2 separate regions of the Bicyclus anynana genome follow, and region 2 is linked to region 1. Evidence: chromatin contacts called from public Hi-C data. All regions are on one chromosome and are shown on one strand. Each heading gives the region's core, a stretch centred on a gene start, on an enhancer-like site or on the middle of the called end of the contact. The rest is flanking DNA. Distances are from core to core; before and after follow the strand shown.

Evidence for each region. Hi-C and Micro-C count contacts between places; a contact is called where the count stands out from the background.
Region 2: a Hi-C map of whole larva shows a contact between it and region 1, with 2.2 times the contacts expected there. The contact joins the promoter of LOC112053199 here to the enhancer-like site in region 1. A contact is called at or near these places in 2 of 2 Hi-C or Micro-C datasets (whole body and whole larva).

Annotation. Positions count from the first base shown.
Region 1 is chr5:11,505,017-11,511,959 of ilBicAnyn1.1, forward strand. It overlaps LOC112053190 (Ca(2+)/calmodulin-responsive adenylate cyclase), which reads left to right. Exons shown (of 21, transcript XM_052881665.1): 21 at 1-168. Among protein-coding and RNA genes, the nearest start is that of LOC112053199, 37 kb to the right of the region's middle. Within about 2 kb of position 3,710, at least 8 of the 8 cell types and tissues checked have open chromatin away from gene starts, as enhancers often do.
Region 2 is chr5:11,541,942-11,548,884 of ilBicAnyn1.1, forward strand. It overlaps LOC112053199 (partitioning defective 3 homolog), which reads left to right and starts at 3,292. Exons shown (of 21, transcript XM_052881689.1): 1 at 3,292-3,574; 2 at 6,496-6,714. The coding sequence starts at 6,595.

The sequences.
Region 1 (6,943 bases), core at 2,460-4,959:
ATCAGCTACCACCAAACAAATGTTTGCCAAATATCAATGTATTAATTAAATTATTATTACTGTATACTTCAAATTCTGCATACTTGAGTGAATTACGTGATATATTTATTTATTTCAATTAATTAAGCAATAATAATTACATACAAATAAAGAGGTTCGAAAGACCGGTACCGTCGTTTTATTTTTTGGAATTTTTAACATTATCTACTACATACGAGTATTATCGACGTTTCAAACTGTCAGGTGATTTTTTTTTAATTGCAACTACTAGCGTAAACTCGTATATAGGAAGGCATGCTCTATACATATCTCGTGTTCCAGCTTTAATTGTAAAAACTAACGTATTATTTAAAGAAAGGCATGATTCCATGCTTTATACGTATCTACTACATAATAAATATACCACCTATTCGTGTAATGGTGTCCCATAGGATCGCGTGTCATGTTCGTGGCGTCCCACGTCGGCTTCGGTGTTGTTTTCCGCATACTAATGTCCCCAGCCTTGAATTTAATGCTATGGAGTTTAACGAGCGAGCTTTAAAGGCACGACCGTTGGAAGTATCCGTTGTTTTAACTGAATCGAAGATCGGATTACTTTGGGATTTTAATATGGATTGTACTTCCCTGAATTAGCTTTGAAACAGGTCTCTAATTTAATTTAAAAATTTAATTTACATCTTCATCTATCTGCCTTTAGATATTCATTCATTCTACTCGACATACAGCCGTTTGCGTAATTTGAGAGGAAGATTATCATTTATCTTCTTATTACCTACGCTGTTTCAATTCACTGCGTAACCTAAATTCGGCAATTTAGGCTCTCTCTTCGTGCTCTCTAGGCTCTAGGATGCAATAGGTACGAGATGGGTATAATATCAACTAAAGCCTCAATTAGAGACTCAATAGCTCAACGGTCGGACTCATGACCGAGGGGTGGTGGTTCGTGGTCTATTGCTGTACCCACTACTAATACAGTCTTTTCCGACTAGTTGGAGAACAATGGGAATATTGGTCATATTTAAAAAAATATATATATTCTTTTAAAAAAAAAACTAAGTATTCAAATCCGGTGTGTTCCTACGATTTTTTGGAAAGACCTTTTTTAACCGATTTCAAAAAAAGGAGGAGGTTATCAATTCGTAGGAATATAAATTTGCAACTGAACAACTGTAAAGGCTTTTTTTTTAAATTTAAAAGATGTTAAGAGATCTTATCAAGTTGACGCCATTGTTACTCAGTCTTTTGTATTTTAAATATCTGTCCTTTGTTGAAACATTTCTTCACTTCTTTTACCTAACTTTGCCAATACAACCAAATACCTACTTATAAATCTAATTTTAGTTTATATTTTAAGTATAATTTTTTAATACATCTTTGTTTTGATTCTTTGATTGCACATTTCCGGTATAAACTGGTTCATCCTTTCGATTTCACTGGCTGTTATAAGTTAACACTGAAATAATTGCATTGTGCAATTCACTTCCAGCAAGGTTTGCTCAGAAAAACTATGCATTCCAAACTATTCATGTGGAAATACTGTTCTATTGTTTCCTTTCTATGTGTTTGACCGATTACTGCCGACTCATAAGGCACTTTGGTTTTTACTTATGAATGTTTTTTTTTTAACTAGGTATACAAAGATCTGGATATTCCTACTATGACATGTTACCTTAACTTGTCTAATGACCATTTGATATAAGTAAGATCCATAGCTGGGCATTAACTCGTTAATCCGTTAATCGTTAATTAACGAAGTTAACATGTTCATTAACGGATTAACTTTTAAGTTAACTTTTAAAAATGTTAACGGACTCGTTAACTTCCGTTAACGTGCAGAAGTCCGTTAATTGTTAATCCAATGCCTACTATTTACCGCGCGACGTGATTAACAGGTTTAAACAAGTAAGAAATTATGAAAGAATTTTTTTTCAAAGAAATCAACAAATTACTATATTTATGTTAAAATTATAGATAAAATCAACTAAAAACAAATTATGGCACTTTTCTCCAGTGCTCACCTTTATTTTTCCAATGGGAATCTCACACAATAATATAAAAAAATGCAATATTAACCAGTCATATTAACGGATTAACGATTAACGTTAACTTGCGTTAATTCTTCCGACATGTAACGCTTTAACGTTTAACGAAGCTAACTTTTTTTGTAGCGGATTAACGATTAACGAAGTTAACTATTTGATTAACGGTGCCCAGCTATGGTAAGATCATACAATGAATAGGGATGATGGTTTTTTAAATTGTATATAAATTAGGATTATGCTAATAGTAAAGCAATTTTGTAAAAGTAACAGGGTATCTGCGGTCATTACTTTCGGAGCTACAGGGATTTAAAGGGTCAGATTTGCGACGCTAACTAATGACGTCGTAGGTAATTTAATGATCGTTAGATTTGTACGTGTGTTCAAAAAAAATACTAATATCTTTATTATTTGTGCGTTTATGGTTGTAGTATATTTATTAAAAAATGTCACATTTAATGTAAGGAAGCTAAAACTGTATGAATTTTCATCTAATTACGATAAAAGATTTTTGATAGATTGTGAAATTTTATAATCTCATTTATTTTGCAAATATCCAGACAATCCTTGCTTTTTATGAATAAATTAGTTAACATTGACCTTATTTACACGAATGTATCATAAAAATCAGTATATTCAAACCTAGCCATCATCCCCATTAAATACAATAACAACTATAGGAAATAAAAAATCCGTTGGGCTAAATAGACCAAACAAAATGTATGAGAATGACAAAATATGCTATTAATAATTAGCATATTATTTATAATGTAAATACTTAGTTGACCTACAACCGTACTTGTACGCCTACATAAAAAAAAGTATTAGTACTACTTAGGTATTATGTAGGCTTAATAAATACATGTTTTAATGCTTGGGAGATGAATGATGATGTAATAAATTAAATGACTACTGGTAATTTTAAATTTACCATGATAAAATTGTCGTTTGCTCTCAAAATATGCAAACATTAACACAATAATATCAGTGGCGTGCACAAGGTTTTAAACTAGGGTATGCACTATAAGTAAAAATTGGAAAGCCTTGTCCAACTATGTATTTTGTGTCGAACATAGGTTTGTATTGAATCCTTAGGGTGGGAAGGCAGCGCATTTTTGCATCTATGAAGTGCACGCCACTGAATAATATCTACTAATAGGTAGTACCTTAATATATAAAAGGTCAACATCACGAAATCTCGAAAACTATTTGACGTACAAAGATGAAATTTGGCAGGGAGGTAGTTTATAGTTAGAAGACGTCCGCTAAGAACGGATTTTGAAAGAGGACCGGATTTAGGAGGTCTAAGGGAGGGCAAAGTCACGGGTGTCCGTTAGTAAGCATATTAAGTGCATTGTTGGCTAATAAGGTAAATTGTTTTATTTCAATGTAAATAGTTACATTACAACAAACATACTTATATCAAAGTGTCAAGTATGCACTTAGTGTAAAGAATCAAGTAGGTGCTTTGATATTTATTTCCTCTGTTCTGAAAACTCGTGACTCAGTTACCTAGTGAGGGCGGTTTCATTCAAAAAATTGAAGTAGTTGACATGCAATGCAAGTGAAACACGGTTTCGGGTAGCGCGCAGGTATGACGCGGCGAGACGCGCGCGCGGCACAAGCGCACAGCTGCCGGCCGTGACGCGGCTGGCGATTGGCTGGCGCGGGAACCGGTCGCGCCCCGCACCCCCTGCCCGCTTCCCCCGCCACTGACTTCCATTCCAAACGAATTCTTATTCATACTCCTCGCTATGACCGTTGCTGTCGCTAATCGCGCGCTCGAGCCCGTATTCCGCGTAATCTTATCGAAATGTGCTCAATGTTGAATGCCATTACTATACCAAACTCGTATTGATAGATACAAAACAAACTGCGAACCGATCCAGTGCGAGCGGCCGCCGCACCCGGCGCTATGAAAACTCACGACGGGACCGGTGGTTTTGTCCTTTTTGTTTCAACGGTGCTTTGTGAACGGCTACGACATAGGGCCACCTTTGCCATGTGCGTCAGATAGTGTTGTGCTCCTATTAGTTTTTGGACAAACTAATATGCTAGCTTGTGGAATCTTACCGTGTATAGTGTAGTGTGAGCAGTGTTCGGTGAATCATAAGTGTTAACATGAAGGTGACGGTGTGTTTTGGTTCCGTACGAGTGTTGGTACCTTGCGGCGCTGGCGACCTGTTGGTCAGGGACCTCGTACGGGAAGCTACTCTCCGATACAAAAAAGCGACCGGACAGGTTAGTGTTTCTCTAAGTCGCATTGACATGACTTTTGACATTTAATCTAATTTCGCGGGTTTTTTCTCCAATTTCATTGGTGGATACGGTGGCGCTTTCTTTGACTCGAAAATAACGTTTTTTTTTCCGATAAGTTTTTAAAATATCAAACTACCTTACTAAATTTTTATTTTATGAATGTATCTAAGGAATGTATGTTCTAAGTTCATTCATAATATTAATATCTAGATACATTATGATAGGTACATAATGGATCTAATAAAGCATAGCAATGAAGCCATTGCCTTACTATATTTTTGTTCTATGAAGGCACTTATTTCATTTACCTATATAATTTACCTGTTTATAATTTACCTATCTTGATCTATTAAAGCATATCATTGAAACATTACACTGCATTTATATGAGCCACACCTGAGAATGCGACTAATCTACAACCTACGTTTAACTCTCGTGTTTGCCGAATGAGTAGCACAATGTTGGCCACTTGGCCACATCTCGTTTTTGCGTATCTAACGATCATTTCGCTATGGAATGCAGAATCGTGGTGGCGAGAGAACCACTTTCGCGACAATATTAGTCTCGACAGTCTCGTATCAGAGTTTATCGTAGCGGTGCCGGAGATGCGGTCAGACTAGATCCATGCACGACTTGGTCGAATTTCGTAATGGGAACAACAGGTTTTACATTCGTCGATATCAGACGGCAGACGGCAATAAATGCGGGGTCATCGGCTTGACTCATGACATGACGGTTTTTTTGTGGTTAGGCCGATGTTTTATTGTTGTTACACTTGTTATTTATCAATTACTGGATTTACTCATATAATTTAATATGCGTTTGTATTTCATATAAATTGAGTAACTTACCTAACTATACTAAAGCCAAACTCGATGAGTACTGTTTACGAACAAACAAATTAAAAATGAGGGTAAGAATCTCTAGTCTGAAATGACTAGAGATTCTCCTTATAATAATTATAATTAAGTTGTTCATAAATTAATGAAAATAAATTTGATTAATAACATTACAACAATAAAATATAGTTAATATATTTTAAATAATATTTTATAAAAAAACAATACATAATTTAAAATAAAAAAAGTAATGAAATGACATTGGCTTTTTACCCTCATATTTAATTTGTTTGTTAGTAAACAGTACTCCTCGTGTAGGTATGGCTTTAGTTTAAGTACAATCATTATTTTTTTTTACAAATGTCCGACTCCAAAATGGACAAAAAAAAATTGAAGAGTTCTCTTGATTTCACAAGGATCGCATCATTAGATCCTAACATGATGCTCGTGGGACCATTTGGGGAGTAGCAAGTATATATACCCTTTTAAACAAAAAAAAATAGTCTAGCCGTCCGAGTAATCGGCGAACGAGATAAAAATGGTAAAAGATCCCGTATTGAGAACATCTTCTTTTTTTGAAGTCGGAAATTGAATTACTAAATGTAGAAAAATAGTAGAACCAACGGTGTTTAAAGCGGCTAAAGCAAGGCGATTCTCAATTAATATCAACTTAAATGCTGATACTGAGTTAAGTGGGTTGTAGATAGATTATAAGACTTACCAATAGCTTTTACGGTAATCAGTAATAGTAAAGTTAGGTAATATGTAGGTAGTTCTAGGTACTACCTATAAAAGTAGAAGATTATCACGTCAAAATTATCTTAGTTACCTACTAAAAAGTAGAATTCACTTAGTTTACACATACTTAATCAAATTGCAGCTTCAAGGACTAAAACGAACTTTACGAGGAATAGTTATTACCTACCTACCAAGGTACTTATTTGCGCAGGACTGGTGTTCTAGCTATTGACATTAACGCTCACATTAGAGAAATAATTACCTATCTAGTATCTACCTATTAGCTATTAAAATAAGGTAACAATCACCTGCAGTTGCACCTGTTGGGTCAACCCACCATAATACGTAGGAAGCGGCCGACCTTGTTCTATGTGCACCATCAAAGATGCATAATACATTATAGCCACCCTAAAAATGGTCTCTATTGTCTTATAATTAAATACCACTATTTATTAGTTCACAATCAACAAGCATCCATAAGCTGCTCCTATTTAACTAAGGCCGGGTTCCCACTAGGGCCTAAATCCTACAACGCCGAACCGGTAAAATTCCCGGAAGGGCAAGCTGTATATCACCCGGACGTGGGCTTTTTAACTCACGATCTCGGGAGCGCCCGGACTGATACACTAAGGCCAAAATAACCTCCCCGATGCCGCTCCGGTGTTGTGGGAACACGGGCTAACTGTATCCGGGATTACATCCTGTCTGACTTAGGTAGTAATTAAATTTATGTACTCGTATTTCGGTGTCCGATTCAAAACATGAGCCACCTCACTTTTTGTTCTTGTGAACATCTATCATGGATATTTCAACGAAATCACGTTAGTGACGTCATTATACAACAAGTGGTGTGTAGTAGTCGGAAAACAGTAACGTTATTTCTACGAAATAATTACGAAATAATGTTATTCTGAGTTTCGATTTTCCGAATGCCTTTAATCAGTTGTCTGATTACTCTGATTTAAGTAGTCTTCTGTTTCTGTGAAATAGAATATCAATAAAAAAATTCTAATTGTGTAAGCACCTTAATGGGACCTCAGCGACGGTACCGAGGGTTTTGGGCGAGCG
Region 2 (6,943 bases), core at 2,042-4,541, 37 kb after region 1:
TATATTACAAATAATGTAATACGTGTAATGAATTTATTCTAGTATTCTTGGTTTGTCACTTTTACAAACCCTCGCACACTAGAGCCATAGACCGTGAATTACGTTGTAATTTACAGCTCAAAGTCTAGATGGCGCTAGCTCAATATTATTTATTGCTTTTAGTAGAATGCATCAGAACAATCAAAATATCAAAATCACGAAGAGATAAAGAGAAAGAAAAATTTGATATAACAGTTTGAGTTAACCATAAATATTGTTTTGTTATTTTTAATGTCATTCGTTAAGCCGTAAAGATACTGGGCGGCCATAAGCTAAATTATTTCCGCTATACCCACCTCCTCCTGTATTCTTGTATCCTGGTAAGTCACGGGAACATTTCGTCCCCGTAGAGCTGTGCCTGGTTTGTTTCCAACCAACCAATTCGTAATTTAAATTACAAATAATACGTGTAATGAATTTATTCTAGTACCTATTGTAAGTTTGTAATTTGTACAACCCTGGCACACTGGAGCCATAGACCGTGAATTACGTTGTACTTTACAGCTAAAAGTCTAGATGGCGCTAGCTCAATATTATTATAATTGCTTTTAGTAGAATGCTTAGTTATTAATGGTCTAAGAGTAGAATGCATGTTTATTAAAATGCATCAGAGCAATCAAAATATCAAAATCGAGAAGAGATATTTAAGAAAAGAAAAGAAAGAAAAATTTAATAAAAGAGATTAAATTAACCATAAATATTGTTTTGCTATTTTTAAAGTCAATCCGTCAAGCCGAAAAGATAAAGCTGGTCAAAGCTGAACCATTTCCACTATACCCACATTTACTGTATTGTCTGTACTGTCTCCTGGTAAGTCACTGGATCATTTCGTCCCCCTTATGAATAAATTGTTCATAACCTTATCAAACACATAATAGATCGATGATTCATAACTTTTTTTTGCTATTTATTAATAAACTCGCAAATAAAGTGTTTTATTACTTAAAGATAAATTCAGACCTAAGGTTAGACCTTCATAAAGCTTATTACTTAAGTTACCTTTGAAATAAATAAAATGAATAAGGGGACGCGTAATAATATAGGCGCCTTTCCTTTGGGAAAGTGTCCATTGTCCTTGATGACAACTGGATCAGGTCGACGGTCACCCCGACCGTTCCGCCGGTCGCGTCCGTCACGCCTCGCAGCCACAGCACATACGGACAGGCAAACCGTTTCCTGCCTGTGCCTATACAGAGTCCTTCCAACGTCATTTTAATAGGACAAAGCGTTAACGTGCTGATAGAAATGAAATTTTGGAAATAATTGAAATATTACATTACTAGCGGACGCCCGCGACTTCGTCCGCGTGGAATTTACTTTTTCACAAATCCCCCGGGAACCATGGATTTTTCCGGGATAAAAAGTAGCCTATGTGTTAATCCAGGCTATAATATTCTTAATACCAAATTTCAGCTAATTCGGTGCAGTAGTCGAGGCGTGATAGAGTAACAAACATTCATATCACCAATGTCATTAGTTTTCGCAAATCTCGGGAAACCATGGATTTTTTCGGGATTAAAAGTAGCCTATGTGTCAATCCAGAGAAAAATCTATTTCCATTCCAAATTTCAGCCAAATCGCTTCAATAGTAGCGGCGTTAAAGAGTAACGATAGTAGGATAGGATAGGATGGTGATCCTCATAATTATTTAAATATAATTTTCAATCTTTAGAAGTGGAGTTTGTAACATTCTTAAAAAAGATTATATTTTCTATTTATCTTATGATTTACGCAATTATGTATCTTAATCTCTTAAATATAGGAAAGCAGAAAAGTTCTTAGTATATTTTTCAGACTTTCCTACAAACTTTCAACCCTTTTACTATATACTTTCGTGATAAAAAGTGGCATAGGAGTATAATCTGCTGCTTCAAATTAATTGTACTATTTAGTCGTGATCGTGAAAACAGACACACATACAGACTTACTTTGGTATTTTATAATATTAGTAAATATGGATATGGATTATCGGGTCATATTTTTAAATCTGAAAAGTAAAATACATAAGTAGTAAATTATCTTTGCTATTTTGATCATGCTAATTCTATCACAAGAACTCTTGTGTCCAATTTATACCTGCCTACTTAATTTGTAATGTAACCATATGTATTTTACATTCCACTAATACGCAATAACTGTATGGCTTCCTCGTTTCTAATCCGGTGTTGCTAATCAATCATGATGTAGAATGCCTTTCCCATCTCTTGTTTCCTGTTATTTATTTTAATATGAATATTAATTATAAATAATACACACCTCCTAATTAATAAGAGGATGTTGTAGTAAAATTCCATCATTCTTCCTTCTTTCCTTCCATATTCCCATTACTTTCTCAAAACGTTTCGTATTGTGAGTCGAGAATACTAGATTTCAAATTATATTTGATAGATCATCATCATTTGTATTTTTAAGGTCCACTACAGAACCTAACATTTCTTATCCTTAGAAGAGAAGAGTTATTGAGCTTAGACCAAGAGCTTCAAATACGGGTAACAGGATGATACTCAAAATTTTTGTATTTATGACAATCATTTTTAGATGTTAATGATAATAACCGGGAACGATGTTAACATGCTCTCTGAGACAAATCGACATTTTTCAAAGATAGAGGTAATAATCTAAATTAACAGCTCAATACATTAGACTCTATAGATTGCCGCGCTTTGAGGAATGAGGGAAGGTAATGAATTGAAACTGACAAAATTGCAAATTTTGTTGCACCGTTGCAATGTCGCATGTTTCTTGGTGTTCTACCGGAAAAACTTTTGAGAGTGTGCTTAGGAATTCCACGTTTTTGTTCCTTCTTCTTGAACTCTTGAACTTGTAGACGTCGATAACGGCGAAATACGTATGTTGCGACATCAAGGTAACCTGTACCAAATGTTTGCAACGTTTCTGATCAAACTGCGTGACATCTTTAATGTATAAGTATATTTTTAAATTTCCATCAAGCATTATTAGCTACAGTCAAACCTGGTCAAACGCAAACCTATTGACCATAATAGCATGCTTATAAATCAGAGGCCTAAAACTCTTACATTGTTTCCTTCTGTAGATATAGCGAAAATTGATGACATATCAGGTGTTATTTAAGTAATTAAGTATCTGTAGGATCGAAATACGAATCTCTGTTTACACGGGGCGGCTAGCTCGGTCGGCGAGCTGAGGGGAGCGGAGGCGACCTGCCGACCGTCCCCCGGCCCCCGCCCCGTCGCCCCGGGTCGACGCGACCGGCGCACGCGCAGAAAACTGAGCCAGTTGCCCGCCGCCGCGCTGCCTCTTGTTTGTTTACATCCGCTATAATAAGTGACGTTCACCTTCGAATATCGAACATACACAGTGTGAGCAGTGAAGTGTGCTAAGATAAATTTAAATTAGGAACGTAATGAGTAATGACGAACGCGGACGTGGCAATTGAAGGCATTGTCACTTAACTCTGTAGGTATTTGTTAGCACAAAAGTTGCACAGTCCACTGCATAACGCAACCGATAGTGAAGGTTGAATTGTGACGAGAAAATTTTTGTAAATAAAGAGGTATGGAATTTTGGATTTGACAATTTCGGGATCATACACATTAAGTTCTTTAGGACCGTGAAGACCTTAAAATATTTAAGTTTAGCAGCTCCACAGTTGTTGAGGAAACGTCTTCATTGCACGCTCATGGGTTTGTAAAGAAGTACAAGTAAAACTTGAACAAAAAACAAGTGAACTTGCTTTTGCATCATTTTTTGTTGAATATCCAGTGTGGCATGACTGCACGCAAGTCGCCTGCGACCACAGAGCAATAATACGAGACAGAACTTTTCGCTTTACGATATATAATAAAATAAAAATAAAATATATAAAATATATATAAAAATATATATATAAATAAAATATATAAAAGATAATGTAATAACATGTAATTATAAACCTGCTGAGCCATTCCATACGATACCTATAAAATGCGTCTTAGTTTCATTTTATGCTTGTGCTTTCTAGTCTATATGCCCGAGTTAGTTACATTCGTTGCTTTCTAAGCACTAGATGTAGGTATCATTTTACAACACCACACTTGTCAAGGTAACTAACTATATAATCTAATTAGCTGTACCTACGACAACTAATTATACATTTTATCATAAATATCTTCTACTTTAGATTTTATGAATCATATTTTCAATATTAACGAAAGGATAAAGTAAGCAAAACCAAAACATCAAATCTGTGTTTTACTGGTTGTTTTCGGCATTCGTTGAAATGCCACGAAATCGTTTAATTTTTTACCAGGATTTTCATAGGCATAATCTGAATATCTCAAAAGATTCATCACTATGGGATTGGGTAGAAATTAATGAAAATATACAAACACATTATGAACATTCTTTATTGTTGGGTGTACATACAACAAATTCCGGTCAAGTATGTTAGTAAGAAATTATAAATACAGTTGTGGCGGCACTCCTAAATACCACCATTGTCATGGTTCGCAGTTGTATCATTTAGAGCTACACTAGCAATTGTCGCTGATCTATATACCCAGATCTCATCATAGAAAGCTGCTATGCTATTATTTGAGTCAGCTATAATCTGCGGTTGGGTTTTTACAAAAGACCTCCGTATTAATTTTAACTTCACCCAACTGTAAATTGTTCTCCCAAATTATATCACCTGATTGTCTTCACTTTGCTTTCGCTTCTTTCCAAGCATGTATACCTCTCTTACTTTTTTGTGTAGAGTGAATCTAAAAGCCTTACAAATTGCTTCAATCATTATGTATTATTATATTGCTTTTATTTTGTGATAGAGCTCGATCGTGGAATTACTATCGCCATGCTTATGCCTGCAGAGCCATTGCTGTGTTGTGGTCTCAAGGTAATGGTTGCTGTTGTAGTTACAGTCTTAAAATCTACGCCTGATGTTGATGCTCACGAGGCGGTACTTGTAGAACGTAGGTAGTGTGTAGGGTGTTACTCCCTTTATAAGCCATTATTTTCCACTTACCATAGGGTGGATCATCTGCTTAGTCTATTAATCATTATTATAAAGAAAAACCCTAGTGTACCCAAAATTCAAAATGTACCATCTCACAACAATTAATTCTTAAATAGTCTAGCTCCCACGATAGAATAATCTCAACTTTTCAACAATGGGTTGGCTCGTATTTGGTAACATGTAGATGAATGACTTTATGGACGATTGTTAAAACATAATGACAGAATGTTTTTACGTAATTTAAAGCCCTAATAAAGTGGAAAGCGGGATATTATTTCATCACAGATTTAAAAACCAATCAGAGAATTGCAAAGCGCTTCTCAGAATTTGATATTGAAGTGTAAATCACGTTGCTGTAGATGCCTACCTGCTTTTTCCTTTTGTTGGAACACAGTTCTTTTTATGCGACTTACTACGGCACCTAGCACCGACCACACAATTTTTATTTAATATTCCAGTTACCTATTTATCTTTCCTTCTTCTGTAGGTCTTTTCCGCATTTGGTCAGGTGAAGGTCCCCTTTGGATTACTCCATCCAACCGAGCTCGCTCCAGAGGCATAGCCGTTATTTACCTATGAAGGTGATTGACCTTAGACTACAATGATGGGCTAAATCCGCTAAAGCTAATAATTTCTGATACTTGCATTTAAAATTGTCTGCTTAAGTAACCTGTGCCAACGCTTCATAAATTATGCTTTGATTAGCTGCGTTTAATTGCAACTCAGTGAATAAAATTGAAAAAAAATATTGTCTATTAACTTTGTCTAAATTAATTCAATTTGATTCAAGTTTTATTAGAGGCCATATATAGAGCGGAAGAGTCATTGTCGCCAAATTATTCATATTTTTTTATTTACTTTACGAATGGTGTAGCATTGTTTAAAGCAGGTGTGAGGTGTAAAAACAATTTGAATACGTGTCATATATTACATTTTATAAAGTTCCGTCATCATTATCTTCAGTCTAATTTAATGAGATTTTAATCCCTTCGATACTACAATGCGGTTTTGTGGGTACTGGGCAGGGAGGGATGGTGTTTGACTGTAGCGATCACTATCAGATCATAATGATAAACCGCCAGTTTAACGTGTTCTCCGAGGCAGGTATAACACCACTAACATCCCAACTCTGGAACTGATTATCCCACAAAATCATAGCACTTATGGGAATAGGACCTTGTGATCCGAAGCCACAAAGGCTAATTACTAGACCAACGAGGCGGTTTATTAAGTTCCGTATTCTGCGGTTTAGTCTCTAAGATAGAGCCTGCAGATGCAACGCTTTATACAAGTGAATAGGAGGGGCGTGGATTGAAGATAACGAATAACGATGGAGCGATAACCGACGAGGCCGAATAGAATGTGTCTGTTGTTCGGCCGCGTCACTCGACATTTTTTGCACTTTTTGCGCGTCTGTTTATTAGAACTTATTAATATCTATACGATGTAGTCAGTAATGAGTCGGTACTTGTGTTTGTAAGGAGTCTCTACAAAAGTTTTTAGAACGTGTTTCAAATTACCTCCGTTATGAGACAATGCCTTCGATAGTTAAAGTGGTTTAAAGTGTAACAATAAAAACTATGAAAGATCCGCCTCGGTGTGAAGATGTGGCGGACAAGTTAGTGAGGTTGTTCGGGTGGAGGCAGACTTATCCGGTCCAGAAGTTGCAAAAGAATTTGTTGCCCAAAGTCAATGAAACGGTAAGTTTGATAGCTTAAGTTTGATAGCATAGCATTAACATTAAGGAAATTAATCTATATCACATATATCAATAAACAAAAATGAGTAATATGTTTGTGTACCATGAAATTATACCTAACGTCAAACGTGTTGCTGTAAACAAAGGCGAGTATATTGAATTGAATGCATTTTTTACTGAGAAATAATACAATAAGAAACTTAAGCTAACTTATCCTAATAACTATGCAA